Linked DNA regions of Mus musculus: all the other regions are linked to region 1. A link is a contact called in public Hi-C, HiCAR-type, HiChIP or PLAC-seq, Micro-C and promoter capture Hi-C data. All regions are on one chromosome and are shown on one strand. Each heading gives the region's core, a stretch centred on a gene start, on an enhancer-like site or on the middle of the called end of the contact. The rest is flanking DNA. Distances are from core to core; before and after follow the strand shown.

What was found. Promoter capture Hi-C pulls out the DNA fragments that hold promoters and counts their contacts. A called contact is a pair of places that touch in the nucleus more often than the background predicts. HiCAR-type assays count read pairs that join an accessible place to other places. HiChIP or PLAC-seq counts read pairs in DNA pulled down with a chosen protein or histone mark.
Region 2: a promoter capture Hi-C map of liver shows a contact between it and region 1, with 6 times the contacts expected there. The contact joins the promoter of Sdc3 here to the promoter of Fabp3 in region 1. A contact is called at or near these places in 4 of 39 promoter capture datasets (embryonic stem cells, hippocampal neurons, liver and 1 more), 1 of 484 Hi-C or Micro-C datasets (nephron progenitors), 10 of 115 datasets of contacts at active chromatin or transcription factors (cardiomyocytes, differentiating embryonic stem cells, embryonic basal ganglia and 4 more) and 1 of 9 other capture datasets (embryonic stem cells).
Region 3: a Hi-C map of cortical neurons shows a contact between it and region 1, with 2.2 times the contacts expected there. The contact joins the promoter of Ptp4a2 here to the promoter of Fabp3 in region 1. A contact is called at or near these places in 2 of 39 promoter capture datasets (cranial neural crest and hippocampal neurons), 1 of 484 Hi-C or Micro-C datasets (cortical neurons) and 6 of 115 datasets of contacts at active chromatin or transcription factors (embryonic stem cells, extraembryonic endoderm stem cells, microglia and 2 more).
Region 4: a contact with region 1 is called in a HiCAR-type map of astrocytes, with 2.7 times the contacts expected there. The contact joins the enhancer-like site here to the promoter of Fabp3 in region 1. A contact is called at or near these places in 7 of 39 promoter capture datasets (cranial neural crest, frontonasal cranial neural crest, hippocampal neurons and 4 more), 1 of 484 Hi-C or Micro-C datasets (bone marrow-derived macrophages), 5 of 115 datasets of contacts at active chromatin or transcription factors (astrocytes, embryonic stem cells, extraembryonic endoderm stem cells and 1 more) and 2 of 9 other capture datasets (embryonic stem cells and pancreatic islet).
Region 5: an HNF4G HiChIP or PLAC-seq map of pancreatic cancer cells shows a contact between it and region 1. The contact joins the promoter of Spocd1 here to the promoter of Fabp3 in region 1. A contact is called at or near these places in 1 of 115 datasets of contacts at active chromatin or transcription factors (pancreatic cancer cells) and 1 of 9 other capture datasets (embryonic stem cells).
Region 6: a contact with region 1 is called in a Micro-C map of embryonic stem cells, with 2.4 times the contacts expected there. The contact joins the promoter of Pum1 here to the promoter of Fabp3 in region 1. A contact is called at or near these places in 10 of 39 promoter capture datasets (the 3T3-L1 cell line, HPC-7-derived erythroid cells, cranial neural crest and 6 more), 1 of 15 datasets of contacts at CTCF or cohesin (the NIH/3T3 cell line), 4 of 484 Hi-C or Micro-C datasets (the G1E-ER4 cell line, bone marrow-derived macrophages and embryonic stem cells), 26 of 115 datasets of contacts at active chromatin or transcription factors (T-cell acute lymphoblastic leukemia, astrocytes, bone marrow-derived macrophages and 15 more) and 1 of 9 other capture datasets (embryonic stem cells).
Region 7: an H3K27ac HiChIP or PLAC-seq map of embryonic stem cells shows a contact between it and region 1, with 2.1 times the contacts expected there. The contact joins the enhancer-like site here to the promoter of Fabp3 in region 1. A contact is called at or near these places in 4 of 484 Hi-C or Micro-C datasets (bone marrow-derived macrophages and embryonic stem cells), 16 of 115 datasets of contacts at active chromatin or transcription factors (astrocytes, differentiating embryonic stem cells, embryonic basal ganglia and 5 more) and 1 of 9 other capture datasets (macrophages).

What each region holds. Positions count from the first base shown.
Region 1 is chr4:130,306,937-130,310,780 of GRCm38.p6, forward strand. It overlaps Fabp3 (fatty acid binding protein 3, muscle and heart), which reads left to right and starts at 1,802. Exons shown (of 4, transcript NM_010174.2): 1 at 1,802-1,914. The coding sequence starts at 1,842. Gm10570 (a long non-coding RNA gene) reads right to left here and starts at 769. Exons shown (of 4, transcript XR_868203.3): 1 at 687-769; 2 at 384-548.
Region 2 is chr4:130,790,508-130,794,351 of GRCm38.p6, forward strand. Sdc3 (syndecan 3) reads left to right here and starts at 2,030. Exons shown (of 5, transcript NM_011520.3): 1 at 2,030-2,295. The coding sequence starts at 2,164.
Region 3 is chr4:129,818,285-129,822,128 of GRCm38.p6, forward strand. Ptp4a2 (protein tyrosine phosphatase 4a2) reads left to right here and starts at 2,195. Exons shown (of 6, transcript NM_008974.4): 1 at 2,195-2,317.
Region 4 is chr4:130,744,076-130,747,919 of GRCm38.p6, forward strand. Pum1 (pumilio RNA-binding family member 1) reads left to right here. Exons shown (of 22, transcript NM_030722.3): 10 at 2,903-3,054. Among named protein-coding and RNA genes, the nearest start is that of Snord85, 3.6 kb to the right of the region's middle. Within about 2 kb of position 1,651, at least 63 of the 459 cell types and tissues checked have an H3K27ac peak or open chromatin away from gene starts, as enhancers often do. A contact at or near this core is called in astrocytes, hippocampal neurons and pancreatic islet, where this site is marked.
Region 5 is chr4:129,926,603-129,930,446 of GRCm38.p6, forward strand. It overlaps Spocd1 (SPOC domain-containing protein 1), which reads left to right and starts at 2,165. Exons shown (of 15, transcript XM_017320505.1): 1 at 2,165-2,196; 2 at 2,647-3,601. The coding sequence starts at 2,195.
Region 6 is chr4:130,661,622-130,665,465 of GRCm38.p6, forward strand. Pum1 (pumilio RNA-binding family member 1) reads left to right here and starts at 1,700. Exons shown (of 22, transcript NM_030722.3): 1 at 1,700-1,846.
Region 7 is chr4:130,636,464-130,640,307 of GRCm38.p6, forward strand. No RefSeq gene overlaps it. Among named protein-coding and RNA genes, the nearest start is that of Pum1, 25 kb to the right of the region's middle. Within about 2 kb of position 1,793, at least 68 of the 459 cell types and tissues checked have an H3K27ac peak or open chromatin away from gene starts, as enhancers often do. A contact at or near this core is called in differentiating embryonic stem cells and embryonic stem cells, where this site is marked.

The DNA of each region.
Region 1 (3,844 bases), core at 552-3,051:
CCCTGTAGCTTTGGCAGAATTGGACCTCTCAGCCTTTTGGCAACTAGACTCTCCAAAGGAATCAAGACAGGGGTGAGAGGACTTTTCCTCACTGGCCTCCTTCCCAGAACAGCCCATGGGTGGGAGAAAGGAACTTCCACGGGGACAGAGGCCCAGGAAGGAGGCCTCACCACACTGCAGGTATACTGGTCAGGCTCCAGAGCTCTGGTAACCGTTCCGGAATGACTACCCTGCACAACCTTCTAGAGGCCAAAGTTCTGTGCTTACCACTCCGTCCCGTGTAGAGAGCTCAGAAATTCATTTATGTCCCTCTTCCTCTGAATCCCCAAGTCAGGACAGGTCCCTCCTAGAGTCACTCCCAGAGGGAGTACTTTAGCCTGTACCTTGATCCATGTGGACTTCTCCAAAGCAGGGCCCGCACAAACCAGGAGCTTACTTTGAGAGAGTATCTTGCCTTGGCTCAGACTGGCCCCCAACTCAGGAATCTCTTGCCTCCAGGTGCAGGTGCCGTATTAACTGTTGGCTCAAGCCAGAGCAGCGGCACACAGCTGTAACCCAGGAGACAGAGGCAGGAGAATCTTTAGTTCAAGGTCAACCCCTGCTACACATTGAGATGCTGACTTGGTAATAATTAAACAGAAACTGCTGAACTAAGGAATAGGCTCCACTGAGGTTCCCTTACTCACCTGTAAAAAGGGGATGATACCACCTACCAACGAAAAAGTTGAGTGTGACCATGCCCTGAAGTAGGCTACAACCATCAATAGTCGGGTCTTATTTAATAACGTACTTTAAGGTGACAAGCAGTCTAGTGGCAGAAGTCAGGGGAAAAAACTGACTTCAGCAGAGGGTCGCGGCTTTCCGGGAGTTAAGGTGGCCGAGGCCGGAAGAACCCTCTGAATAGACAAATTGTCTTCGCGGAGTGAAGAACGACCCTGGCACAAGCTCAGAGGTCAGTAAATAAAGCCTGAAGCGCTTTCAGGCAGCGGCGACGGGTGGGACTGCGGAGAAAGGCGCAGGCGGGAGACATTCCGCAGGGAGGGGCTAGCACGTGTGGGGCTAGCATGAGGGAAGCAAGGTCACGTTCTCCGCCAGCAGGTGAGGCGCTGGGCAGCTCAGCCATCCGCGGTGTCCAAGGCAACTCTTTTCCACTTGTCTGGTAGGAGCAAGAGGGCTCAAAGGCCACTAGACCATGCTCTCTGTCCAGGCTCCAATTCTTTTTTACTTACGGCGACCGCGTCATTCCTCTCCGAGCCTCTGAGCCTCTTCTACAAGAAGAGGACATAGGACCGTTGAGATGGGTTTTTGGGTAAAGGCCCTTGCTGTCAAGCCTTGACAACCCCAGTTTGATACGTGGGACCCACACGGTGGAAGCAGAGAAGGGACTCCCGCGAGTTACAACGAACGCCCCAGTCTCCCACCCCTTCCCCATAAGTACGCCTACACGAGCATACACAATATAAGAATAAAACCACAGCGAATTAAAAAACAAGGCGGCAGAAGGATCAAGCGGCGTTTCTCCAGCGTGGCACCAGCTCAAGGGCGAGTTTCCTTTCAGTATGGCCGGGGGATGCTCTACTTGGGTTGCGGGAAGCGCCCCGCAGCCAGGCCAGGGATGGGTTAGATGGCACCAACAGGACCGCGGGCGCCGCTGACGTAGGCGACGGGAGGGCTGTGGGGGATGGGCCCCAGCCCTTTGCGGGAGTGCAAGCCCCGGCTTCCTATTTCGGGAGCGAGGGGTGTGGGCCACTTTCATCATGTGATGCGAGGGCTATTTAAAGAGGCTGTCCAGCCGGGAGCTGCGGTTCTCAGTGCCTGCTCGCCTCCTCACTCATCGCACCATGGCGGACGCCTTTGTCGGTACCTGGAAGCTAGTGGACAGCAAGAATTTTGATGACTACATGAAGTCACTCGGTGAGCGAACGAACGGCGCAGGATCTAGGGTCAGGAGGGCCGGCAAGGCGGTCTTGGCGCTGAGCTCCCAGGGGGAGTGCCCCCATGTGCCTCCCGCAAGCTCCTAGCCAGTCCAGACAGGGAATACTGAGGTGCGGAGGGTGGCCTGGGCTGAAGCCACTCCACTCCACCCCACCCCACCCCGGCCTCCTGGGAGGGGGGTGTCGCGGTCCAAGCTTGGCGAGCCTCGTAGCTGGAGGGGAAGGGTAGAGGCAGCTGTGGCCGCAGAGGTCCGGGATGGGAGGCTTTCTAGGAAGCAGTGTAGGTGATCCGGAGGTGGAAAGGGGAGGGAAAGAAGGGCGGGAGGCTGGCCGCAGGAGAAGGCAAAGAGGAGCATGGTGGTCCAGAAATTGAATTCCGAAAGGGAATAGAGCAGATAGGAGTGTACAGAGCCTGGAGGAAGACTAAAGAAAATCAGTGAATTCCATCTGGGAAGAGGTGAAGATACAGCCAGGCAGTCAGCAACAAGCCCTACCCCTCCATGTTGGGGTAGTGAAGAGGCCTCTCTCTGGAAGATGCCCTGGTTCTCACCAGCCTGACCTTCACCTACAGTGTGTGCAGCCACCCCTGGGATCAGTCGGAGACGCTGCTGCTAGAGCAGGGCAAGACGACCACTACACATAGGCTTCCCGGCCGCACCAGTCGGCCACCGGATCAGTGCTGGGGATAGGGTGAAGAAAGCCTGGGATCGAGCAGAGGGTGTCAGAAGAAAGGTGAAGAGCTATGAAGGGAGAGTGTGGCTTGGGGCTGGGGAAATTGTGTGGTGTGGGCGGTGACACAACGCCTTTAACCAGCACTCTGGGAAGCAGAGGCAGGTGAATCTCCCGAGTTCTAGGCCTGGTCTATACAGAGAGAATTCCAGGACAGCCAGGACTACACAGAGAAACCATGTCTTGAAAAAAAAAAGAAAGGAAGAGTCCCATGATTTACTTAATAGGAAGACAGCTTGGGACACATGAGCTCATCGCCTCATAGGAAAGCCCAGGATTTCTTTTTGAAGACTGAACTAGAGCCTTGTGCATGCCCCCTACTGCTGAGTTATACTCCCCACTCACACACACACACACACACACCCTCTTTTTACTCTGTGTAACAGGTTCTCACTAACTTCCCCAGGTTGGCTTTGATCTTGTAACCTGCCATCTCGGCCTTCCAAATAGTTGAGAACCCAGAACTACCTAGAGTTCTTCCCATTTCAACAGTGGGGAATGTCACATGAACCACTTATCCAAGACGGCCCCAGCCCTTCCTTTCTTGCCTTGAGCTTAGATAAAGACCTCTACCTGCGGAGTCCCTGGCTATATCATCCTGGTCTAGGAGGCTGGGGCAGGGAAAACAGGACTGTGTCATGCCTGAGCTAGCTTCCACTCCGTCTTCCCCGGGAAGGAGGGCTGGAATCGGACATGTTGAGGGATGTGTGTAGTTGCCTCTCACCTACTTCCAGCTCTTCTCTGAAACAGGCCCACAAAGCAATTTGTCCTTTTGGTTTGGGGAATGGAACCCAAGGCCCTTTGCCCGTGCTAAGCAAGCACTGCGACTGCTGAACCACATCTCCAGACAGGGCTCCCACCGGCACCTACCCTACCCTGAGGCTCTCCAGGAAGGCAGCTGGTCTTGTCTTTTAAGACAGGGTTTTACTGTGTATCCCTGGCTCTCCTGGAACTCCCTAAGGAGACCAGGTCCTGTTGTCTCTGCCTCTCCCGCACTGGGGTTAGAGGTATGAGCCCACACCCAGCTAGTTGGCTGTCAAGTTAGGGAGTACTAGATTACCTGGGCTTAGTTCTGTTTCACTGAGCTGCCGCTGCCTTCCTAGACTTCTTTTTGCCTCAGGGCATGTTGTCTTCAGGCCATTGTTCTGTGGGTGCTGAACCCAGCTTTAGTCAGGGGACTG
Region 2 (3,844 bases), core at 780-3,279, 480 kb after region 1:
CAGCCTTGCTTGCCTCCCAGCATGGGCAGCTCAGTACTTTGCCCATCAGTCAGATCCAGCTGCCCCAAGGTTTTCTTTGCACCAAGTTGACATGCCACTCCTTGGGTCTCCTTCTTGATTCCAGCTAAACCTTTTTGTTTGTTTGTTTGTTTGTTTGTTTTTTTTTTTTTTTTTCAAGACGGGTTTCTCGGTATATCCCTAGCTGTCCTGAAATTCACTTTGTACACCAGACTGGCCTTGAACTCAGAAATCTGCCTGCCTCTGCCTCCCAAGTGGTGGGATTAAAGGCGTGCACCACCACCGCCCGGCCCAGCTAAACCTTTGAGAGCACCTCAGAACCAGTCCCAACCACATTGATTGAACTCCCAGTACACGAAAAGGAAGAGCTCACAAAAGCTTCCCAGCCTGTCCCCTGACCTGGTACACACAAGGCATTCAATATGTTTGTTGAATGAATAAGTGAAGCCCATATGGTCTTCATTTCCATCAGACATTGGGGAATAGGCTCAGAGAGGTGAAGTTGTACAAACAAGTACCAGAGCCCATGGTTGTCAGAACCAGGATTTGAACCCAAGCACTTGCTTAACCCAAAGCTAGAGTCCCTCAGCTCCTGGCTATGCTAGTGATAAAGCCAGTTCCTGATTCCTAGGCAGGTCAATCTTTTCATGTTGTATTCTTCAAGGCATCTTAGCTTCAAATGCCAAAACGCATCGAATGGGATTGATTTAAAAGACTCTTTGTGAGGGCCTGGGGATGTAGCTCAGTTGGTGGAGCACATGCCCTTCTGCACAAAGCTCTGGGTTCGGTTCTTAGCACAGCACAAATTGGATGTGATGGAGGTAGTAGGAATAGATGTTCAAGGTCATACTCAGCTACATCACAAGTTCAAGGTCAGCCTGAAAGTCCATCTTCCTTAAAAAAAAAGTGTCAACATTTATTTTTATCATTTTTAAAGGATTTATTTTTATTATTCGTGTGTATGTGTGCACACGCGGGCATGCGTGTCACACCTCTGCACATTAATGCAGGTGTCCTTGGAGGCTAAAGGTATTAGATCCTCTGAAGCTGGAGTCACAGGGCGTTGTGTCTAGCCTGGTGTGGGTACCGGGAACTAGTCACTTACATCTTTAAGTAGTATGCTGTATCTCTCACCAGCTCTCCCTCCCCTCTTATATTTGAAAATACAGAGACTCAGTATGTAGCCCAGGCTTTGAGATCCCTCTGCCTCAGCCTCCTAAGTCATGAGTACTGGGGTTACAGGCAGCTACTACTCAGGCTTGGCTCGTTCTCAGCGATCTGTAAGCCACAGAGTGGACGCCCCCCCCCCCCCAGGATGTCTACCGAGGTTAGCTAGGCAAGCCTTGCATACCTGTGATGCCCCAGCCTCTCACTCCCTCTGGGGAACCCATCTCACACTCTGCCTTATATGGTGCGGAGCTTCATGCTCTGGGTTTCTTTCCAAGGACACATGGCCATCAAATGGATAGTGCCGATTGCAGGGACATCAAAGGGTGTCCTGCTCAGCTCACATGCCAACTAACCAACGCCTACCCTTACCAGCCTCCCCGGAGACCCCTTAGTGCAACTGAGCCCCTGTGAATGGGAAACTGGAGACTTCACCAGCGTGTGAGCAGCAGACGCGTGCTGGTGTTCGCCATGCGTGCCTGTAGCTGACCCAAGCCCCTGCTTCCTGAACTCAGGGTGGCTAGGGGCCTGTGTCTCTCAGACAAACAGGCCAAGGAGAAGCTCAGGAGGACCAGGGGGAACCCCGAGTCGGGGTCCTCTGACACCACCCTACTGGGAGCAGAGAGACCCGGGGTGCTGTCTGGAAGAGCAGGTTCTCCCGCGGCTCGCACACGGCGTGCTTCGCGGATCCACAGTAGGGGGGCAGACGTCAACGCCCCTCGCCCCCCCCCCCCTGCGCGGGGGGAAACTGAGGCCGGGGGCGGTGTCGCGTGCCGGTGTCGCCGCGGCCCCGCCCTCCTGCTCGCCCCGCCTGCGCGGGGGGCGGCGGCGGTGGCGGCGGCGGCGGCGACGCTTCCTGCGGGCGCGGCCGCTGTGGGCGCGGAGCCGCGAGCGAGCGAACGAACGAGCGAGGCGGAGCCGGCGGCCGAGGAGCCGAGCGCAGGTCCCGCGCAGCCCGCGCCGCGAACAAAGGCCGCCATGAAGCCCGGGCCGCCGCGCCGCGGGACCGCACAGGGGCAGCGCGTGGACACCGCCACCCATGCGCCCGGGGCCCGCGGGCTGTTGCTGCCACCGCTGCTGCTGCTGCTGCTGGCCGGCCGCGCCGCGGGGGTGAGTGATGGGCCCCAAGAGGGTCCCCAGCGTGTACCCCGCGTGTCTTTGCGTGTCCCCTCGTCGCGCGTGCCGCGCTGGGTGTGTCCCGGTCTCATGGGGTCCCCTCCCCGCCGGGAAGCGTGTGCGTCCGGTATCCGCTGGGGTCGCCTTCTCCCCACCCCCACTCCATCCCAAGCTGCCTGCAGGGCCTTGGGGGCATTGGAGGAGGAGGGGGTGGGTCGATGAAGGTGACCCGCGAGGGTGAATGAGGGTGACCCTGTGTGTGTGTGTCTGCTTCTAAGAAGGGTGCGTGGGCACCTGTGGGTGTGGGCACGGGAGAGGCTCTGTCCATATGGCTGGATGGCATCCGCATCCCGCTCCACACTAGGGTGACCCATTCTGCACGCTGTGTTCCACCATGGCCAAGGCTGTGTGACTGTGGGTGAGGGGGTGTGTGCTTTGACCCATGGACCTGTGTGAAAGCACACGTATGTGTGTGCAGGTGTGTAGCGATGGTGGACCTGGCTCAGCTCCCACCCCAGAAGACATGGGTGTGTGTGCCATCAGAGGTGGGTACCAGGTGACCCCTGACTGTCCCTTTGAGAAACCGAAGTAGCTAAGGGATTGAACTTGGTTCTGGTTTCACTAGCAGAACGGGAGGAAGAGGGTCGGTCCTGCAGGTGGATGAGCCGGGTCCCTGCTCTGAGGAACCCAGCTCCCAAGTGAGTTCTGAGTTGACAGGTGTCTAAATGTGGGCTGAGTGAGCTGGGGAGTTCTAGGTCCTACCCCCATGTGGCTGACTCCAGGAGCAATGGCTGTCCCTACCCACTCAGATGACCACCAGAGCCCAGGCTGGCCGGCACGCCCCTTCTCTCCTAAGCAAGGTGGCCAGATTGTAGGGAGGCAGGCAAGACTCTGAGCTGCCCTGACAACTGTTAGCTTTGGGGAGGGGACCCCAAGATAGTACCTGGTGGTCGGTTCATGCCTTGCCCTTTTTTTCTTTTCTTTTCTTTTCTTTTCTTTTCTTTTCTTTTCTTCTTCTTCTCTCTCTCTCTCTTCTTCTTCTTCTTCTTCTTCTTCTTCTTCTTCTTCTTCTTCTTCTTCTTCTTCTTCTTCTCCTTCTTCTTCTTCTTCTTCTTCTTCTTCTTCTTCTTCTTCTTCTTCTTCTTCTTCTTCTTCTTCTTCTTCTTCTTCTTCTTCTTCTTCTTCTTCTTTTTCCTTTTTTTCCTGATGGGGTGAGGGGAGAGGTTCCTGAGCAAAAGGCAGCACTACCCACACTGGCAGTGGGAACTGCTTTTCAGCAGCATTATAGAAAATTACCCTTGACATCAAAGATCTGGTTTCAAAGTCCAGTGAAGACCACCACCCAATCACAGTGAGGTCTTGAGCCAGCCTGGCCACTCCTCTGAGTCCCAGCTTTCCTCTCTGCAAAGACGGACTAAGGGTGCCCTCCGGGGAGGCAGAGTGGACACAGAGGCACCTTTGAAGGCATTTTGGTGTTGAGTACAAAGGGCTCAGGACAAATGGCTTCACTGGAGCTACTGTCCCTAGGAAGGAATAATACACA
Region 3 (3,844 bases), core at 945-3,444, 490 kb before region 1:
CTTGGAATAGAGTAGGTGCTTTTAAAAATGGCCATTAGTGTAGGTGTTGCTGTTATCCTCATGTTATGTTACTTACTGATATTTTAGGGCCCGGCTGAGAGCCAGGCGGTGGGAAATTCATTCCTTCAGCTATCTACTCATTTGCCCTAGTAGACCGGTCCTGCAGAGGAGAATCATGAAAACAGGCATTTATAGCATGTTGTACATACTATGGTAGGATGTGCATAATAAGGTGTTTTGAAGCCATAAATGAAGCATCCATAACCAGGAAATGCAGCCAAAGTTCTGCTGGGTGGTTAGTTCTTCCTCTCCAGTCTGTCCTTGGAGAGACGCTGCCTGAAGAAAGGCTGGGAGAATAATGCAGGCAACCCTTGCGCAGCCTTCACACCCTCTGCCAGGGGCCTTGATTCTAATCTCTAGACTCTCTTGCTCCTCAAGGCCTTTTAACTCCCACACAGCAAGGCCACACAGACTTGCCCTAAAATACCCCATCCTCCTGAGTTCTGCGCTGTGGCTGTAGGAGGCTGAGTCATTAGATCTTTCTTTTTAAAACTAAGTTCTAAAGGGCAGCTTCTGGTGAGGAGCGATGCTCCAGGACTGCCTCGTGGGAAAGGGCTAATGACCACTGACCACTGCATTTCCTCACAGGGCAAGGGCAGGATGAACACACTGGGGAGCGATAGCTCCAGGGGCATTCTCATTTCCTTGTAAGTGTCAATCCTGGGTGGGCGAGGGTTCCGTGCGGGATAGTGAGTATACACTTTTCTGCCCACTCCCATCTTGGGGAAATCTAACCCACTTCTCAGGCCAGCCTCCAGAGCCTTTTCCTGTTCCACTTGGCAATAGCCCAAACCAGCCTCCCAACTCACCGGGTAACCACATTTTCCAAACAAGAAATCAAGATGCATGAACTGGCTTATAACTTCTGGCCAGGTTTCAAAAGCAAAAGGCAAACAAAAACAAAACAAAACAACACAACACAAAAAACCTCCTTCCATTAGAGAATCTCTAAGATAATCTTCAAAACTGTTAAAATCCAACTCAAACTTTTTTTTTTTTTTGAGGCTCCCAAGAGTTGAATTTAGGGCCTCACATGCAAGGCAAGCTTTTCCCAGAGTTCTATTCCCAGTTCCAATTCTAGAGGTGCTTTCTTTCTGTAGACCAGGCTGGCCTTGAACTGGGTTTAAAGGCATAGGCCACCACCGCCAGACTTTTTTTTTTAATCACGCCCATTCTTCATACTTTATTTAAGTATTGAAGAGTATCTGTGCTGTGAAGACAGTATTCCGCTTAATAGTTGAGAATACCTAGGAAAAAACTTTTTCCTTAATTCTGCATTTCCGTATCTAAAGAGTCTGTGTGTTGCTTGCCCGATAGAGGTCTGGGGAGCAGGGCAGAGAGACTTCGCAGAGATGTTCGAGGCCTCCAGGAAGGACAGCCAAGTATAAGGTACTCGGTTCCCCACTTCTGAGCTGGAAATCCCCGAGCTCAGGCCCCGGTTGCCGCCCAGTCCCAGTCCCAGACCCAGCGGGATCTGGCTCGAGGCGCCTCCCGGGATCCGGAATCCGCCCGCGACCTTGCGGGTCACTGGGTGGCCAGAGGCGCTAACTTAGACCCAGGTGCGGATGGGCGAGTCGCAGAGTGGGCGGGCGCTTCCCTCAGCCACGTTCGTCACCCCGCTACCCCCACCCCGCGCCGGTCACATGTATACGCCTTCCGTCGCCCCCAGTGCCGAGCGCAGCAAGCCACGCGGAGGCGGAGCGCGGGAGGCGCCCAGGGCAGTGGGTCAAAGCTCTGTAGGCAGAGTGGGTGGGGCCAACCGCCGCGAGCCGCCGGCAGCCAATCATCGGTTCCGAGGGCGTGGCTGCGCCGCGCGCGCCGCGCCCCGCAGCGCCCCCTGAGGGGCGGCGGCGGGAGCTGGTCCGGCTGCGCGCGCAGCGGTGGTGGCGGCGGCGCGATCGGCCGGGCTGTAACCGTCGTTCGTCCGGGAGCGGCTGGAGCGGCAGCAGCGGCCGGGCACGGCGCGAGGCGACGCCAGCGGGCAGCGGCGGTAGCGGGGGCAGCGGCGGCAGCGGGGGGGGAACACAGCGGCGGTCGCGGCAGCAACAGTAGCAGCAGCAAGACGGACTCGTGGACACGCGCCGCCGCCGCCGCCGCCGGGCCGGGCCGGGTGTCGCGCGCCGAGGCTGGGGGGGAGTCGTCGCCGCCGCCGCCGCCGCTCCCGCCGCCGCCGCCGCCGCCGAGGTGACTGAGGAGAGAGGCGCCTCCTCGCTCCCGCCTCCGCCGGCCTTCAATGCCCAGTCCCCAGCTTGCCAGCGTGAGTGCGCCCCTCCCGGGCGGCCCCGCGCGGCGCCCGGGCCTCGGGCAGGGGAGGGCGGGAGGCGCCGCTGCCATTAGAGCAGGCCCGAGACACGTCCCCGGAAGGAGGGCCGGGCCGGGCCAGGGGCGGGGAGCGCGGCTCGAGGTGGGGTGAGCGAGCGAGAGAGCGAGAGAGCGTAGAAGAATGCGGGAGAAGGTGCGTGTGCGGGCAGCATGTGTCCTTGTGGGGGCGAAGGTGTGGTGAGAGCGAGTGGGGACGAGGAGGAGCGTGGCGGACTAGGTGGTGTGCAGGGGTGCGCCTGCGTTTGTCCGGCGCGTGAGCACAGGCATCCTGGAGGCCCCTTGGTCTTTGTGTTGATAGGGAACCCTTCGCGTCCAGGGACTTAATTCACTCAAGCGTGGGATCCCTGAGTTGCAGTCAAGTAAGAGAAAAGGGTCTGAGTCTCCCGTGACGCTGATCTCTGGCGTTCTTTCCCCTTTTCGTAAAAATGTATTGTAAATTTATGAATTTCCAGAGATGTCTTTGCCATCCTCCCCACCCCCATTTCCCAGCGCTAACCATCCAAGCTTGACTCTTGTCCCGGAGTCTGAGTTTTAGCCGGTAAAGTATTCGGAAGCGTAAACTTTTTTTTTTTTGGCAAATGCTCAGTGTTGAGGTCAAGGCTATTTAATGAGGTAAGCCGCGGTATCTTTTATCTGTGACTCTCTCGTATCCTTCTGCAGAAAAGCGCCTAAGAAACGGTCATAAATATCGATAAAGTGCCATAGTTTAGTTTCTGCCCTTGGATTTGTCACGAAGTATAAAGTGACTAATCTAGCGTCATTGTAGGCATTCAGCAAATGTTTCAGTTTGGAGTCGCTATTGCTGGATTAGTATATGGTATTTACTTGCTTCCCCGCTCTGTGTTACTGAGCTGTTTCAGACAGGAAGTGAGAGAAGTTGAGCCTTGTTAGTGTGCAAGAGGAAACTAAGACTATAGAAGAACTCACATTATCAGAGCTTCGTTTTTTGATCCTGACACTCTTAGTTTTGGATCGGATGATCGGAAAGAATTGTTAATGGACTTTTTCTATGGGGGATGCAGAAGAAGTTCTTTTGTTTCATTTGTTTTATTGGACTTTTAGAAGTTCCAAATAGGTTCTTGATTTGGTATCATCTCAAATGCTTCATAACAGGTTGGCTTTGAACTCTGATCTTCCTGCCTCAAGTCTCTCCCAAGTGTTAAAGGTATAGGTATATAAGTAGGCTGAGTTGGGGATTTGAGATGAACTGTTGATAAAGATTTTCTGTTTAATGATGTAATCATAGAAGGTAATTGGAAATAAGTGAGTAAAACTGAGCCTGGTGGCAGAGGTCTGTGATCTCAGCTCCTCGGGCATCAGAGGCCAGAGGATGGAAGGTTTCAGGGGCAGTTTGTGAAACTTTGTGAGGCCTAAATCTCAAAATAGTAAAAAAAAAAAAAAAAAGGAGGGGGGGTGTTCAAAATAGTAAAAGGGATCTGAGGATAGCTCTGCCGTAGAGCAC
Region 4 (3,844 bases), core at 401-2,900, 440 kb after region 1:
ACTGTTTCCTTACCTTCTCGTTGCTTGTGGCTTTCCCTTTCTCCAGTCCTCTAAATTGCATAGCTTTTGAGCACAAGTCTTAACACTTCTCTCTTGGATTTCTCTTCTCCCTGCTCTGAAATGTGGCGTGGTTCTGTTATTCTCACTTAGAGCTCATCAGAGCCTGAGGGGACGATGGTTGGTCCTTGGGATTAGCACTACAAAGCTCTAGTGTCAGGATTCTAAGATTGGCTGAGCTGGCATCCTCTCTCGATGACTTGTGTGCAGAGCTTACCAATGCACTGCTCTTTTATTCTTTAATAGTCACATTGGCTCTCACAGTACACCACAGTCAGTCCTGTCTGATTTCAGGTTCCTTACTGTACCAGCTTGGGCCTCTGCCTCCAGATAGTAATCACTCTTTGTGCCTGGCATGACCTGATTTTATTTTGGATCATTTCTTGTGTCTCTGTTACTGACAACTTTTATTTGCTTGTGAATGGATTCAGTTGTCTTTTCCTTCCCTGAACTTTTGAATGTTTTTTTTTCCCCCAAAGTCAGGTACCTTTCTTTTTTAAATCTGTGTAGCACAGTTGTTGTCTCAGAGGGGCCATAAATGTTAAGTGGCTTCATTTCAATATGAGAACAAAGGCAGCAAACAACCTCTGAAACTGTTGGGGTGTACACCTGTGTAAGTTACACTCTTTTCAACCAGTTTTAGTGTAAGATTTCAGTGACTGGAGTGTGGTTCTCAGTGATGTAGATTATCTCCACAGTGGTTTCCCTGATTATGATGGCATGGCAGCCTACTTGCCTTTGGGAGCTAGACAGCACAGCCCTGTCAGTAGTGTGACCTTGCCTGGCTCCCACTAACATTTGCCACACCTGAGTGCTATGCACTGCCCTTAGTGCTAGTTTCTCTGAGTTTTTGATCATCAGGATGATGAATGTGTAGTTGATGAGATGATAGGTGGTTTGCATATCACCTAGACTAAAGATGATTTAAATAGTCTGCCAGATAACAAGAGACATTAACTACCCAGACCACGGAAGGAAGGATTTTTGTTAACACAGAAATTGAACCAGGGGTTCTGATTAGCCAGTTTCAGCTAAGCACTCTGGGGTGTTTAATTTCGACCACATGACCAAGGTCCAAGTAGTAGAAGTACCAGCTCAAAGATTTGATGGCTGAGTGTAAGTGTTTAAGGTGCTGTCCTTGCAGAATCACACCCATCTTCTTAAAGGCCAAAAGGCCACACCCTTAACCTGGCATACCTGCTGTATGAACAAGAAACCCAGGCAGTGGGACAGTTTCCTTAGGTTTCTTTCTCCCCTCCCCCCTTGTGGCTTTTTTACCTTACTGTCTGTGGGCACTTGTCAGGTGAGTTTGGAGACTGTCATTTTCTTTAACTTGGAGACCAGGCTTTTGAATTGTTTAAGGTTCTGAAAAGTCATCAAGGCACTTTAGTCCATATTCTCACTATAAGAAGATGGTCCGTATTGTAACACATTTCCTCAGCAACACAGTGGGCATTCTTGGTCATGGTAAGCCATAGGCATCAAACAGCACCCACCTAGATGGAGCTTATGATTAGGCAGTGATGCAGTCTGCCTTGTGGTGTAGAACCTTGCCAGTGTGTGCTGGTTTATTTTTATTTAATGAGAAGCAGCTCCTCTGCCAGCACAACTGTACTATTTGGAACAGCTTGGAGCCTAAATGCAAGGCTGCTCACTGTTAGTCATGCTGCACGTGCTTAGCCTTGTGCTGGGACCGAGAAAGAAGGCATATTTCACCAGATTCCAGGAGCTGTCTTTGAACAGTTTCTTCTTTTTCCTTCTTGTGTAAGTTCTTTTAAATATGTAAAATGTACTCAAACTATTTACTCTTTAAGTCATGACACTGTCTTGAGGGTGGATTCACATCTTTTTTTTTGTTTTTTTTGGTACCAACTTCAGCATCAAATTTTGATCTAGACTTTGACCCCACTGGCTTCTCTCCAAGCTACCTTATTATGTTCAGATCTGCAGCTTTGCCTTGTGTGGCGGACGTTGAGCTGTCCCTTCTCAGCAGAGAAGGTGAACTGTTGACCTGGAGCAGAGTGTTGAGTTTCTGTGCTGTGGTCAGTAGCTCTGGTGAGTCAGGGTTAAGGTGCGCTGTGCTTTTGTCAGTAGCAGTCAGCTTGAAATGTGAGACTTGATATAACAATGTGTGAGTGTGTGCTGTGCTTGTTGTATTGAATAACCTTCTGACTTTAAACATGGACAAAATAGTCAAAGATTTTTGAAATTGTGTGTGGAGGTCCAGTTATGTGAAGGGTCATAGATTGCTTCTGGGGTTAGTGATGCAGGGGCTTGGTAGCCTCAGCTAGTCCTCAGATGACTGGTGAAGGCAGAACACAGCTGAAATTTGTTCTTGTCCTTTCTGTTTAAACTCATGCACTTTCTATGTATTCCTCTTTCACAGCAAACTTTGTCTGATGTCTACCATGCATCTTTTCTTTCTCATGGGGTAAACATGACTTCTGGCTGGATATGCTGTTTCATGTCTATAATCCAGCACTTGGGAGGCTAAGGAAGGAGCAGCTCTAGTTTGAAGTCAGACTAGGCTACATAGCACGGCCTTGTCTGACAAACAGATCTCGCAGTTTCTCCTGTTTTTAAGCCCTATTCCTTCAGTTCCCCTCCCAGCCTCTCTTTTCAGTAGTTTTCTCACTTTACCCATATATGTCTGGCTGTAGTGCAGCCTGGCTTCAGAAGAGCATCAAATACAGTCAGTAGCTCAGTCCCTCTCTCCTCTCTCATAAATATTGCCTAGCACAAATCTTTATGTTCTTTAATATTTTTTTTGGGGTCTCACCTTTTAAGATCTGAATAATCCTAAGATCACACTTGTAAAACTTCTCTTTTCTCTGGTTCCCTCTAGGCCCAGCTGTGGTCCCTCACCAATATTATGGAGTCACGCCATGGGGTGTCTACCCTGCCAGTCTCTTCCAGCAGCAGGCAGCTGCAGCTGCAGCAGCTACAAACTCTGCTACTCAGCAGAGCGCTCCGCAGGCCCAGCAGGGACAGCAGCAGGTAACAGGAGAGCCTGTGAGGGTGGGCGTGGTGTGATGTGTGCTAGTGACAGACCAGTGAGTGCATCTGTGTGCAAGCGACTCACAACTGATGTTGATGTCTTCATAAACACAGGGTTCCTGTGTGTGTGTATGTATGTGTGTGTTTGTCTGTCAGTCTGTCAGATGATGTTGCTCTTCATCATAAAATGCTGAGTTCCTGTGTACACGGTCACATACTTGTTCCAGTGCTCATTAGCGGATACATTATTGTTGTTATTAGCCTCTGGGTGTCATTCTTCAGGAGCCAGCCACCTTGTTTGTTGAGACAAATATCTCTCACCCATACCTGGCACTCACCAATTAGGCTGGGCTATCCAGCCAGTGAGCCAGGATTCCTCTGTCTCTCCGTTGCTGACACTGGGATAAGTCCATGACCATAGCGTGCTGGTTCTGGGTCACATCCTTGGGCAGCAAACACTTAATGACATTTTCCAAAAATGCCCCTCGTCCCCCTTTTCATTTTTTGGCTATCTTGAAACTCACTGTGTAGGCCATTTTCTCAACTCAGAGATCTGTTTGTCCTTGCTTACTGAGTGCAGGGATTAAAGGTATCAGTCACCATGCCCTGCCAGAATGTTAGAGGAGGTTCCAGGATAGCCAGGGCTACACAGAGAAACTGTGTACACACACACACGATTTAAGAGGGCTTAGGTTCCAAGGGGTTAAAGTTTATGATGGCTGAGGGAAGGTGGTAGCAGCTGAGAGAGAGGAGGCAGGGAGAGAGTTAGTCCACATCTCAAAAAAGTGGG
Region 5 (3,844 bases), core at 915-3,414, 380 kb before region 1:
TGTCACTGGGAGCTGTCACCTGCCCCAGTAGGACGTGACAGAAGACACTTCCCCTCAGTGGCACTCTGAAGAAGGCCGAATGCGGGAGGAAGCCATTAGAGAAACCCCAGCTGATAAGCACTGTGCAAGAGGAGTACGGTCCCCCTCAACAACTGTTCAAGGCTGTGAGAAACAAGGAGTGACAAGGACACCTTAGAACAGGAGATGGCAGAGCCAAGGACACTCCAGTGCCCAAGCTGGAGCCTGGGACCCAAAGGTCACAGGGGATTCAGAGCTTAGCAGACAGCCCTGTGGCCGGCTGCTGAGCTGTAGGGAGTGTTCCTTGATAACACACAGAGCAAATAAGCAGGAGAGCAGGCGAGGCATGCACGGAGATTCTAGAAATATATACATTTGCACCTTTATTTCTTCCCAAGCTGGAAATTACGCTGAAATAAATAAGCTTTTAAGACAAACATTATCCTTGAGTTCCATACTTTAAAAAAAAAAGTATTTTTCGAATGCTTCTTAAAAAGTGGTTTTGAAATATCTAAAGCAGGAATTTAGACACATAAATCCACAATAGTAATGTGAGATTTAAAAATACCCCACGGACATGGGGTATTTTTAACACATGACTGATATTTAAAAATACCCACTGAGGGCCTGGAGATGTGGCTCAATGGGCAGAGTGGTTACCCACCATGCCCGAAACCCTAGCTCCATCCCTAGCATGGCATAAACCACTGTGGTAGTCCACACCTGTGATCCCAGCACCCTGGAAGTGAGAAGATTAAGGCTCCCATTGGTTACTTACTGATTTCTAGGCCAGTCTGAGATTCATGAGGCCAAATCAAATCAAAATTCATAAGAGAGAGAAAGCAATTGACATATTAATTAGATGAAAGATATTTTCAAATATTGCTTCCATTCTCCCATTCCAGTGTGCCTTCCTGCTCTCTTGGGAAGAGGTGAGGTGGAAGTGGCTTCCCAGAATCCCTTGCAACTGGTATTTTATTTGTTGTATCTATTTAATTCGGGGCAGGGTCTTATACACCCAGGCTGGCCTCTGAATTCAAAGGCAGAGGGTGGTGCTGGGCAGACTTCACATTTTACTTTGCTTCTCTCTCTCTCTCTCTCTCTCTCTCTCTCTCTCTCTCTCTCTCTCTCTCTCTCTCTCTGTCTCTCTCTCTTTCCCTTCCTTCTCCCTCCTCCTCCTATTTATTTATTTATTTATTTATTTATTTATTTATTTATTTATTTGTCGTTTTTTTTTTGAGACAGGGTTTCTCTTGTATAGCCCTGGCTGTTCTGGAACTCACTTTGTAGACGAGGCTGGCCTGGAACTCAGAAATCCGCTTGCCTCTGCCTCCCGAGTGCTGGGATTAAAGGTATGGGCCACCATGCCCAATACATTCAATTTTTAAAAATTAAAAAATATTCAAAAACTAAAAACTGGGTGGAGGGGGGAAAGAATAGTAAATAAAGTCACCACATGTGGGATCAATAACTAATTAATCATAAATTATAATATATATAATCAACAACTAATTATACTATTAACAATAAATATAAATAATTAATAGATTAATGGATTATTAAGTGCCATATCACTTGGTTTTTAAATTTTAAGAGCCAAGTGATATGTGCATGGGAGTGTCACCCATAGCTATGAAATCAGGCAAACAAAATCGACCACAAAGAAAAACCCCAAAGTTCCACAGAGTAGAGGGTTGAGAAATGAGAGGAAGTTTAAACTTTTCTATTTCTTGACGTTCTATTCGACTAGAAGGCACATGTGTGTCTAGATATATTGTATGCCAGACAATATTAAAATATCTAATTAGGAAAAATAATCAGATTTGAGTTTAACAATCCCCAGGGGTTTCAGACACCTCCTCCACTCTGTTTACAATCTTAGGCAGCTTTCGGCATCCGGGGGGTCTGCGATTCCTTTGCCCACGCACCCCGCACCCCGCCCGGTCGCGTGGAGGCAGAATGATTGGCACCTCCTCCCAGAAGCCCTCGGCAGGGAGCGAGCGCCTCCTGCTGGACAAGAACGCCAGCACCCCTAGGGAGCCGTTGCTGGGCACCACCAGGTCCTGCCTCCCACCCCTTGGATCCAGGACCATCTTCTCCGCATCACGTGCTTCTTCCCTCAACCCCCCCCCCCGGCCCCCCAGGAGTAGAAGGAGAAGGAGCTGTAGCAGCTCAGATGTAAGCGGTTGGAGCTTTAGGTCGGAGGTCCTAGTGCGTTCAGGGACTGGCTTGATTCAGAGTCCTGTTTATAGGAGTGGGGTATAGATAGGGCTGAGATTTCTGCTCCGTGTGGAGCTGGCTTTTGCATTTCTGGGAGAATCTCCTCTTTTCTGCTCTCTGTGTGCTTTTGGGCAGTCTCTGAACCAGCTAGGGTGAAGCGAGATACCTCATTTCACAGTGTCACTGATAAGTAGTGACTTTTACCCTTTTTCATTTAAGCAGAAAGCTTAAAGGGTAAAAAAGCTCTTGGGAAGCTCAGAGGAGTGGCCCTATCTGGATAGCTTCCCTTCTGCAGACTAGTGCGAGGAGTGGGGGTCGGGGGAGGGAGCATGTCTAGGAGGTGAGTTGGCAAGCCGGGGAGGACTACCCAGTCAGGCTTTCCCTGAGACCTCCCTCTTTTCCACATAGGCCTGTTGACAAGTTTTTAGCCAGGGCTGGTGGACAGAGGACATTGTCTAGGTTCCAGGACTCTCTGTGTGACTTCTTGGCTACTGGAAGCTCCAGAAGTCTTTGTGGTACATCACTGGACTTCCCAGATAGAGTACTGGTCTGTACAGAGGGGCCAGCAGGAATGGAAGAGGCCAGCAGCCCCAGCTTTAGACAAGCCACCACTGTCGAAGGAATGGTTTCCCCAGAGGATCCTACACTCAGCAAAGAGGGGCTCAGTGCAAAGGGCCCGCCCCCATCTCCAGTCCTGCCCCCTTTCCGAAGGAAATGCAGGAAGTGTGGAATCTGTCCCCAGGAGGAGGAAAAGTCAGGTTTTTCCCTGAGGTTTGGTCAAAGACCAGATGGGGACCCTCCCGAGTGTGCTTCTCCAGAGGCCTTTGCAGGTCCCCCAAGGCTTCTTTCTTCTAAGGACACTGAGCCTGGAGAGCCAGGTGGAAGTTGGGTGGAATGTGCTGTAGAAACCGAGGTTGAAAACATGCTCTTTTCTAAGGATGGGGTTGCGCCAGACAGCCTTGATCACCTTTTTGAATTCCCAGGGCTCTTTGGAGGCGAGCCCCTTAGTCTGGTCACCCAGGAGCCTCTTCAGAGTCCAGCACTGTACCCAGAGGTGCTGACTGAGGATTCTACAGATCAGCAGGAAGTACAGCCCGCGTTTGTGGTTGGCAGCCCTGGCACTCCACCTGACCCGGTGGGGCCAGAGGACAAGGCCCAGTCAGGGTCCAGGATGGAGCTGGAACAAGGACTTTCTGCCCCAGCCAATTCCTGTGCTAGCTCCCCAGAGCCCTTGGGTGGGCTCGATGGTGCACCCCTAGAGCAGAGAAGACCTACACATGTGAAGAAGCGGCCTTGGACAAGTCCAGATGACTCAAGCCAGGATCACGCAGAGGGAGCCAGTAAAAAGGATTTTCCCAGACTGGTAAGTTGAAGCTGATAGTTTAGGGTAGGATGGCTGGGTGTGGCACTTAACAGAAGTAAACTCCAGTGTCTCTTATTGAGCGTCTTCTCTCGGACTTGTTCTGTTTGGTTTGTTGGGGACTGAACCCAGGGCCTCACACACGCTAAACAGACACTCTATGACTAAACCGCATCCCCCAAGCCCCTTTTATTTTGATATGGGGTTCTCACTAAGTTGCCTAGGCTGGCTTTGAACTCACTGTAG
Region 6 (3,844 bases), core at 450-2,949, 350 kb after region 1:
CAGTTGGACCACTGAGTTTGAGGCCAGCCTGCTCTACAGAGCAAGTTCTAGGACAGCCAGGTCTTTACTGAGAAACCCTGTCCTGAGAAACCAAAAAAACCAAACTGAATCAACCAACCAGACAAACAAAAAAAAAAAAAAAAAAAAAAAGAAAGTAAAGAATTAACTATGGCTCTCAGGACGAAAGCATGGAGCCCAGAGTTGTCTGGTAAGAAGCTAAAAGGTGTAATTTTCTCATATCTGTCATCTTTCTTCCTCCTGTGTGCTTGCATACTATGGCTATTCAGTACTGTCCAGGGCCTTGGCCTGATGGAGCTAAATGCATTATCTACTTGATTTCACAAAGCATTGTTAGCAGTGTGGGAAATGAAGGTTCAGTTAAGGAATTTCAGGTCTGGTTACAAGCTGGCTTTCTGAATAGAGTATGTTCTTGAGTTTGAATATCGAGACCTGGTGGGGGGGGATGTAGCTCAGTTGTTTGGTAGGGTGTTGCCTGGCATATGTGAAGTCCTACATTTGGTATGTCTGTAGTAACAGAAGGAAGGTATGGAAGTAGGCTCAGGGGGTCAAGGTAATCCTTAGCTACACAGTGAGTTTGAGGGCAGCCTGGCTCTATGACACCCTATCTCAAAAACAGAAATAAAAAAAAAAGCGAGGTGGTGGTGGCATAGGCTGTTAATCCCAATACTCAGGAGGCAGAGGTGGGGATATCTCTGTGAGTTCTGAGGCCAGCCTGGTTTACAATGGGAGTTCCAGAACAGCCAGGGCTACACAGAGAAACTCTGTCTTGAAAAATCAAAAAGAATTTAAAAAGCCTAAAAAACCTAAAAAAAAAAAAAAAAAAAAAAAAAAAAATTGAACGGTTCTTGAAGGCAGAGACAGGTGGATTTCAGTAGGTTAGAGAGCAGCCCAGCCAGAGCTACAACAAAAGACCCTGTCACAATAAAAACCAAACCAGGGCTGGAGAGAGGGCTCATTGGTTAAGAGCACTGACTGCTCTTCCAGAGGTACTGAGTTCAATTCCCAGCAACCACATGGTGGCTTACAACCATCTGTAATGGGATCTGACACCCTCTTCTGGTATGTCTGAAGGTAGGACAGTGTAATCACATACAAATGCATCTTTAAACCAACCAACCAATCAACTGAAATGGAGTGCTTGCAAACACCTCTGGCTTCTAGTTCTCAGCTTAATTTGCTTAGTTTCCATCTTGATATTTCTAATGACCTTTGAACAAGGGTCCTGCCATTGTCATTGCGCTCCAGATCCTGCAAATTAGGTTGAGGTCCTGCCCTCCATCAGCATGGTCGTTCTGTTGCTCTTTTCTTTTGTATGTTACACTGGGGAAACGAGGCAGGAAAAGATGCAAAAAGGCCAGGAGCCAGAGGGCTAGAAGGGGTTCGAACCCAGACACTGGCCAGGCTGTGCCAAGGTTCAGGCACAGCCCCAGGTTGGCGTCCCCTCCCCCCCACGGCAGCCCGGGCACTCCGTGCGCGCTCCCGTGCCTCCCACCCCGCTCCCTCCGCGGCGGCGGCGCGCGCTCGCCCCAGCGGGCGGGCACAGCGGTTGTGTGGCCTGCGAGTTTCCCCGAGTTCACACAGGCCCTGCCGTTGGCATGGCAACCGGGCAACCTGTTCCAGAGCCGCCCGCCCGCCCGCCCGCTCCGCACACGCCGCTGCCACCGCCGGAGCTGGGGCCGGCGCCGGCGCCGCTCCCATGATGCACCGCGTCAGCCCAGTCCCCAGTGGGCCGCCATGTTGTCGGAGTGAAAGGTAAGGGGGAGCGAGAGCGCCGGCGAGCGAAGATCGGGGGGCCGGAATCCATCTTCATCCTACCGCTCCGCCCGTGAGTATCCGCGCCCCGGTGGCCCCAAACCGTGCTCCGAACCCCCAGCGAGCCGATGCGCCTCTCGTATTGGCGTTTGGCAGCGGTTGGCGGGGCGAGAAAGGGCTTAGAGACGCCGCCGGGCCTGGCGGAGGCACCGCGCTCGCTCCGCTCGTACGTGTTTGGGAGGCGGCAGCGAGGCCCTATTGTTATCCGCGAGGAGGGGGTGGGGAGCGGGCCGCGGCCGGGGCCCGGCTCGCCCGCGGCTGCCGGCGGCTCCGTGCCTCCGTTCGGCCCTGCCGGGAGTCCCTAGAGGTTGGTGTTGCCGTTCGGCTCGGCTTCTTTTTTTTTTTTTTTCCTTCCTCCCCTGCATTTATTTATTTATTTTTTGGATGGATCTGAGCAGCCCCAGGTCCTCTCTTGTGGCCGCGGAGTGGAGATTCTGTGGTCCCGCGGGCTCCTTGGACTTGGCTGGAGCTTCCGTGGCAGCGCCGAGGGAGGAACAATACAAGGCTTTAGAAAGCGGGCGGTGGGCCACGGTCCTCGGGCGAGCCCCCCATGGTGGTGGGGGAGTGGGCGATCTTGCAAGCCTTGAAATATGGAGAGGTGACCATCAGGAAGTTTCGGATCGCTTTTTAAGCGCCTGGGTTCCTTGTGGCCTTTTGTTTCTGTGAGAGCTTGTGTGTGTTTTCCTCCCCCTTGAGGAGGGGGTGTTCTTCCTCTCTGATCCTCCCTGTGTTGGTGTGCTTCCCTCTCCAAGGGGCTTTCAGCAGGTAGTAGGACAAACATGTAGATAGCTACACAGTGCTACAGTTTCGGTCCTCACGAACGCGGTGGGTAAACATGGGTCATTTGTTTGACTCGTCAGTACCACTCCCACGTTAAGGGAGGAACACTCCAGTAACTTTTCTCCAGTGAAGCTCACCCCTCTTCCCAAGAGCTCCCCTCCCACATCGCGAGGAACTCCCACATAGATGACCAGAGAAGGCTTTATCCCCACCATAACTTTGAAGGATTGTTCGTTTTCATTGTGCAAATTACGATAACGCTTCGTTACACTTGATCATTTTGCTCACCCCATTAATTACTGGGATTATTAAGATGATTTATGAGGGCTTTTGGGCGTTCAGTTTTTAAAGCCAGTTACTTCTGAAGGTAGGATTGTAGCTTGAGCTGTTTGCTTTGGTGTAAAAGTTACTAATGTGGCTCTCCTTTTAAGATAAGCAGCTTCCTTCAGGGTTTTTAGTAAACCATTTTGACCCTTTGCTCATTGTAACTTTGTAAAACACTAGGGGCTGCGGATCTTTATCTGAAGGTTTGGAAATACTGGATTCTGAACTTCTAGTATTTTGTCTTTCCACGCTTGAGTTCATCTTGTCTAAGGCCACAGCTTTTTGAAGTTGGGATTTGTTTAGTTTGAGTCTGTGAACTGCTTTAAGATAAATTTATGTCCACAGAAGGTTTGTTCAGTGTAGTAAAAATAAACACCTATCAGCCCTGAGCATCTTAGTGAATGGAGATAGATTAAACCATGCTGTTTTGTTTAAAGAAAAGTACTATTAGTGATATTAAAAAGAAAAAGTAAAAACAAACTCCACTGTGATCTTGACAGTGTGAAAGCTAGGAAGTACTAGACTAGGCTTGCTACTTCATTGCATTGCTTAAAATATTTGTTTCTAAACGATAGGTCATTTGCTTAAAAAAATCAAATTTTAAATACTGCACATAATTTCTTAGTGAGTGTTGAGAGACCCTAAAAGGTACCATCAGTTTCTTGTTTTCTGGTACTTAGGTGACAGATTATTAGTTTTTGTTCTGTCAGTGCCAAGATGTTACAGAATTCTCTCAGACACATGTTAGTGCTGAGGTGTTTGCTCACTTTTCAGTTGTCCCTCTTGCCAGGCTCTCCCGTGTTTGAGAAACTGCCTTGCCTCATTGGGTAAACCAGGAAGTCTCAGGGCTTCCAGACAGCCTTAAAGAGGCCAATTGTTTTGTTCTAATATTTTTGTAAGTGACCCT
Region 7 (3,844 bases), core at 543-3,042, 330 kb after region 1:
ACACTGACAGTGTACTGACATATAAAAAGGAATAAAATATGTTAATAAATATATTACAAACAAACAAACAAACAAAGAACTCAGTACTAATAGGAAATGCCCTGCTCCCAATATGCTCACTGAATAATCGTCCCTGCAGAGAACTGGAGCTGCCCAGGGCATCCACACACCATGCAAGTTCCTCGTGAGAGCCACTGGACAGAATCCATTTGCTCTGTGGGAACAGAGTGTCATCGGGAGCAGGTGACAGGGTCTACCATTCCCTAATTTCGAGGTAGTTGTGGTCGGGGCATGGGAGAAGGAGCCATGCTTGCTGTGAGTGAAGACAGCTGCACAGGTCCTTTCCCATGGCCAGCAGGGATATTCTGCACGGTTATCAGGAACTCTCTGCTCCATCATGGCTCAGTCTATCGACCTCTGCAGCTGGAAAAATCAGTGATGTCATGGGGTAAGAGACTGGGACAGGTGCTCTGCCGGCCTGATCCATGCCCTGGGGGAGCCCAGATTCCACACAGGAATGCTAAACCTTCAGGCATCAAAGTTCAAGAAGATAATAGGTTTATCACAGGAGATCTTGGTGAAGTGGCACACACTATTGGGAAGGCAGGAAGAAGGCTAAAGGTTCTGGAACCATCTTGGTCCACACAGGTAAGTCCAGGCCAGCCAGGACTACATAATGAGACCACATCTCAAAAGCAAACTTGATAAGTTGATGGGTTCCTCGGGATGAAAACCCAACTATAATGTAAAAGACTAAAGTGGCCGGGCGTGATGGCTCACACCTTTTTTTTTTTTTTTTTTTTTTTTTAAAGATTTATTTATTGTTATATGTAGGTACACTGTAGCTGTCTTCAGACACACCAGAAGAGGGCATCGGAGCATCGGATATCATTGCAGATGGTTGTGAGCCACCATGTGGTTGCTGGGATTTGAACTCAGGGCCTTTGGAAGAGCAGTCAGTGCTCTTACCCGCTGAGCCATCTCACCAGCCCGATGGCTCACACCTTTAATCCCAGCACTTGGGAGGCAGAGGCAGGCGGATTTCTGAGTTCGAGGCCAGCCTGGTCTACAAAGTGAGTTCCAGGACAGCCAGGGCTACACAGAGAAACCCTGTCTCGAAAAACCAAAAAAAAAAAAAAAAAAAAAAAAAAAAGACTAAAGTGTTCCATAGAGAGGGGAAAAACAAAACAATAAAGCTAAAGTCACATGATGCAGGTTCAAAGACAGATGAAGGTTGTGGGAGCCACAGCTTAGGTAAGCGATCTACCTCAAAGAAGCCCAGTGTTTATTAATATAAACTCAGAGCTAGGCTTCTGGGCACAGGCTTGCAGTTCCAACACTCAGGAGGCTCAGGCAGGAGGCTGGGAAGTTCAAAGGCTGCATGGCCTAGACTAATCCTATGTCAAACACAAATGGAGCAGGTGAGGTGACTCAGCATTTAAAGGTGCCCTGGAAACTGATGCCTTGGAAGCCACGTGATGGAAGGAGAGAAGGGAATCGTGCAAGTTGTCCTTTGACCTACACTGTCAAGCCTGCATGTGCTCCTGTGTGTGTGCACACACACACACACCCCAGAACAAGACTAAATAAATAAATAAATAAATAATGTGATTTTTAACACAATTCCCAAAACAAGCAAATGAAAACAAATTCACCGGATGACAACTTGAGCTTCCCTGGGTATCCTCTAGAGAGGCCTTGAGTTTGATCCGAAGCATCACACACAATAACAAGAACAAGGAAAACAGAGCACAGAAGGGCTGGGCATAGTGGAATGCACCAATCACTCCAGCCACTGGGGAAGCAGATGAGTCACCTGAGGCCAGGAATCTGAGGACAGCCTGACCAGTATAGCCTGTCTCAAGGAAGCAAAACTAATCCCTGCATTCAGAAAGCAGAGGCAGGAGGATTACTGTAAGTTCAAGGCCCAGCCAGGTCTACATACTGGCTTCGACCTCTGGCCTCCTTATACTTTACATTAAACCTGCAAACACACATGTTGCACACTCATCACACCTTTTTTTTTTTTCTTTTCTTTTTGGGTTTTTTGAGACAGGGTTTCTCTGCATAGCCCTGGCTGTCCTGGAACTCACTCTGTAGACCAGGCTGGCCTCGAACTGAGAAATCTGCCTGCCTCTGCCTCCCAAGTGCTGGGATTAAAGGCATGCGCCACCATGCCCGGCCTCACACCTCTTAATAAATAAATTAATACATTAGTAAATTAAAAGTTGGGAATAGTTAGGAAAGAGGCAAAGTCCTAGCTTGTCCCCCATGTGAACTGCCAACCCCCGTAGTAGCCAAGATCCATACAGGGCATGGCAGGGTCTGCACTTAAGGCGATCCTGCGTGTGTGCGTGTGTGCGTGTGTGCGTGTGTGCGTGTGTGCGTGTGTGCGTGTGTGTGTGTGTGTGTGTGTGCACAGAGGCACTTGGCAACAGCTCAGGGGAGGGGAGAGCTACATACCTCTGCTGACAGTTTGTTCTTCCTCTGGGTTCCAAGACGCCTGTAGTATTTGGCTTTAGGAAGAGACCCATGTGTGACTGTGCTTGTCCCTTGAGGCCCCTCGTTCCCTTGGCCATTTATCACAGAGAAGGCATGGTATAGGGTGAGGCTTAGGCCTGGCTCCCTTGCAAGGGTGGCTGCATCAGAGGCCAGGACAGGAGCTAGTTTGTTCCTCTGCTGTTATGGGAAAGGACTTTATGAACCACACCTTGAGCAAAAAGTCCACCTGGCCCCACGAAGGCCCTCTAGATTTGGCAGAAAGACTCCCAAGGACCTAGCTGGGGCTCTCACTTTCCTCTGATGAGGGGAGTTTGGATGGGGTAGCTCAGAGGCCTCACACTCGGTTGGCAGATGTGAAGCCCAGATTCATCTCCAGCAAAAGTATTCACTCACCCACTGCCTAGATTAACTTCAAGAACTTGGCTGGGGGAGAAAGGCAAGGAAAGCAACTACCTGGCCTGGAACTTGCTCTGTAGACCAAGCTGGCTCTGCCTCTGGAGGGCTGGGATTAAAGGCATGTGGCCCTCTGGCCAAGATGATCTCCCACTGAATTTACGTAAAGCGGGCTGGTTTTGAACTCATAGAGATCTGACTGCCTGTGCCTCCCAAACGCTGGGATTAAAGACAAACCTATCTAGGCACATTAGTGGTGCACAGATAAACACACAGGCAAGTAAAATAAAGGTAAGTGTTTAAAACACATATGCTCATGAAGCTTGGCTCTGTGTATGTGTGTATACACGTGTGTGCACGTGTGTGTGCCTGTGTGTTTCTCATTTAGCCCAGCTTGTCCCCAGACTCTACTCGCCAGAGATGATCTTAAACTTTTGATAGTCTTTTTCTCCAACTACCAAGAGCTGTGAGTGTAGGCATGTGTCACCATACCTGGCTTATTCAGAACTGGGGATCAGCCCATGGCCTTGTGTGTGCTCCGCCAAGTACAAGACCAATTGAGCTCCATTATCTGATTCCCAAAATACTTTTCTCTCCTGTTCTACAGTGTTAGGGGTTAAACATCCCAGGACTTCACAGGTACTAAACACACACTCTACAAGGACTCTTCTGAAATGTTGCAGGGCTTTAACAGGTTTGGTTGTCGTTGTATTGTGCTGTGTCCTGTGGTGTTGTGTTGTTTTTTGTTTTTGAGACAGGGTCTTAGGTAGTCAAGCTGACCTCACACTGAACCAAGGATGACCTTGATCTTGCCAAGGCCTCCTAAATGCTGGAATTACAGGCAGCCCCACCCCCGCCCCACCTCCACCCCTGCGTACTCTATCTTTGTTCTTAATGGAGACAATGGCAATTTAATCACAAGGTGATCTTGGCCTTTGGGGCCTGTCCC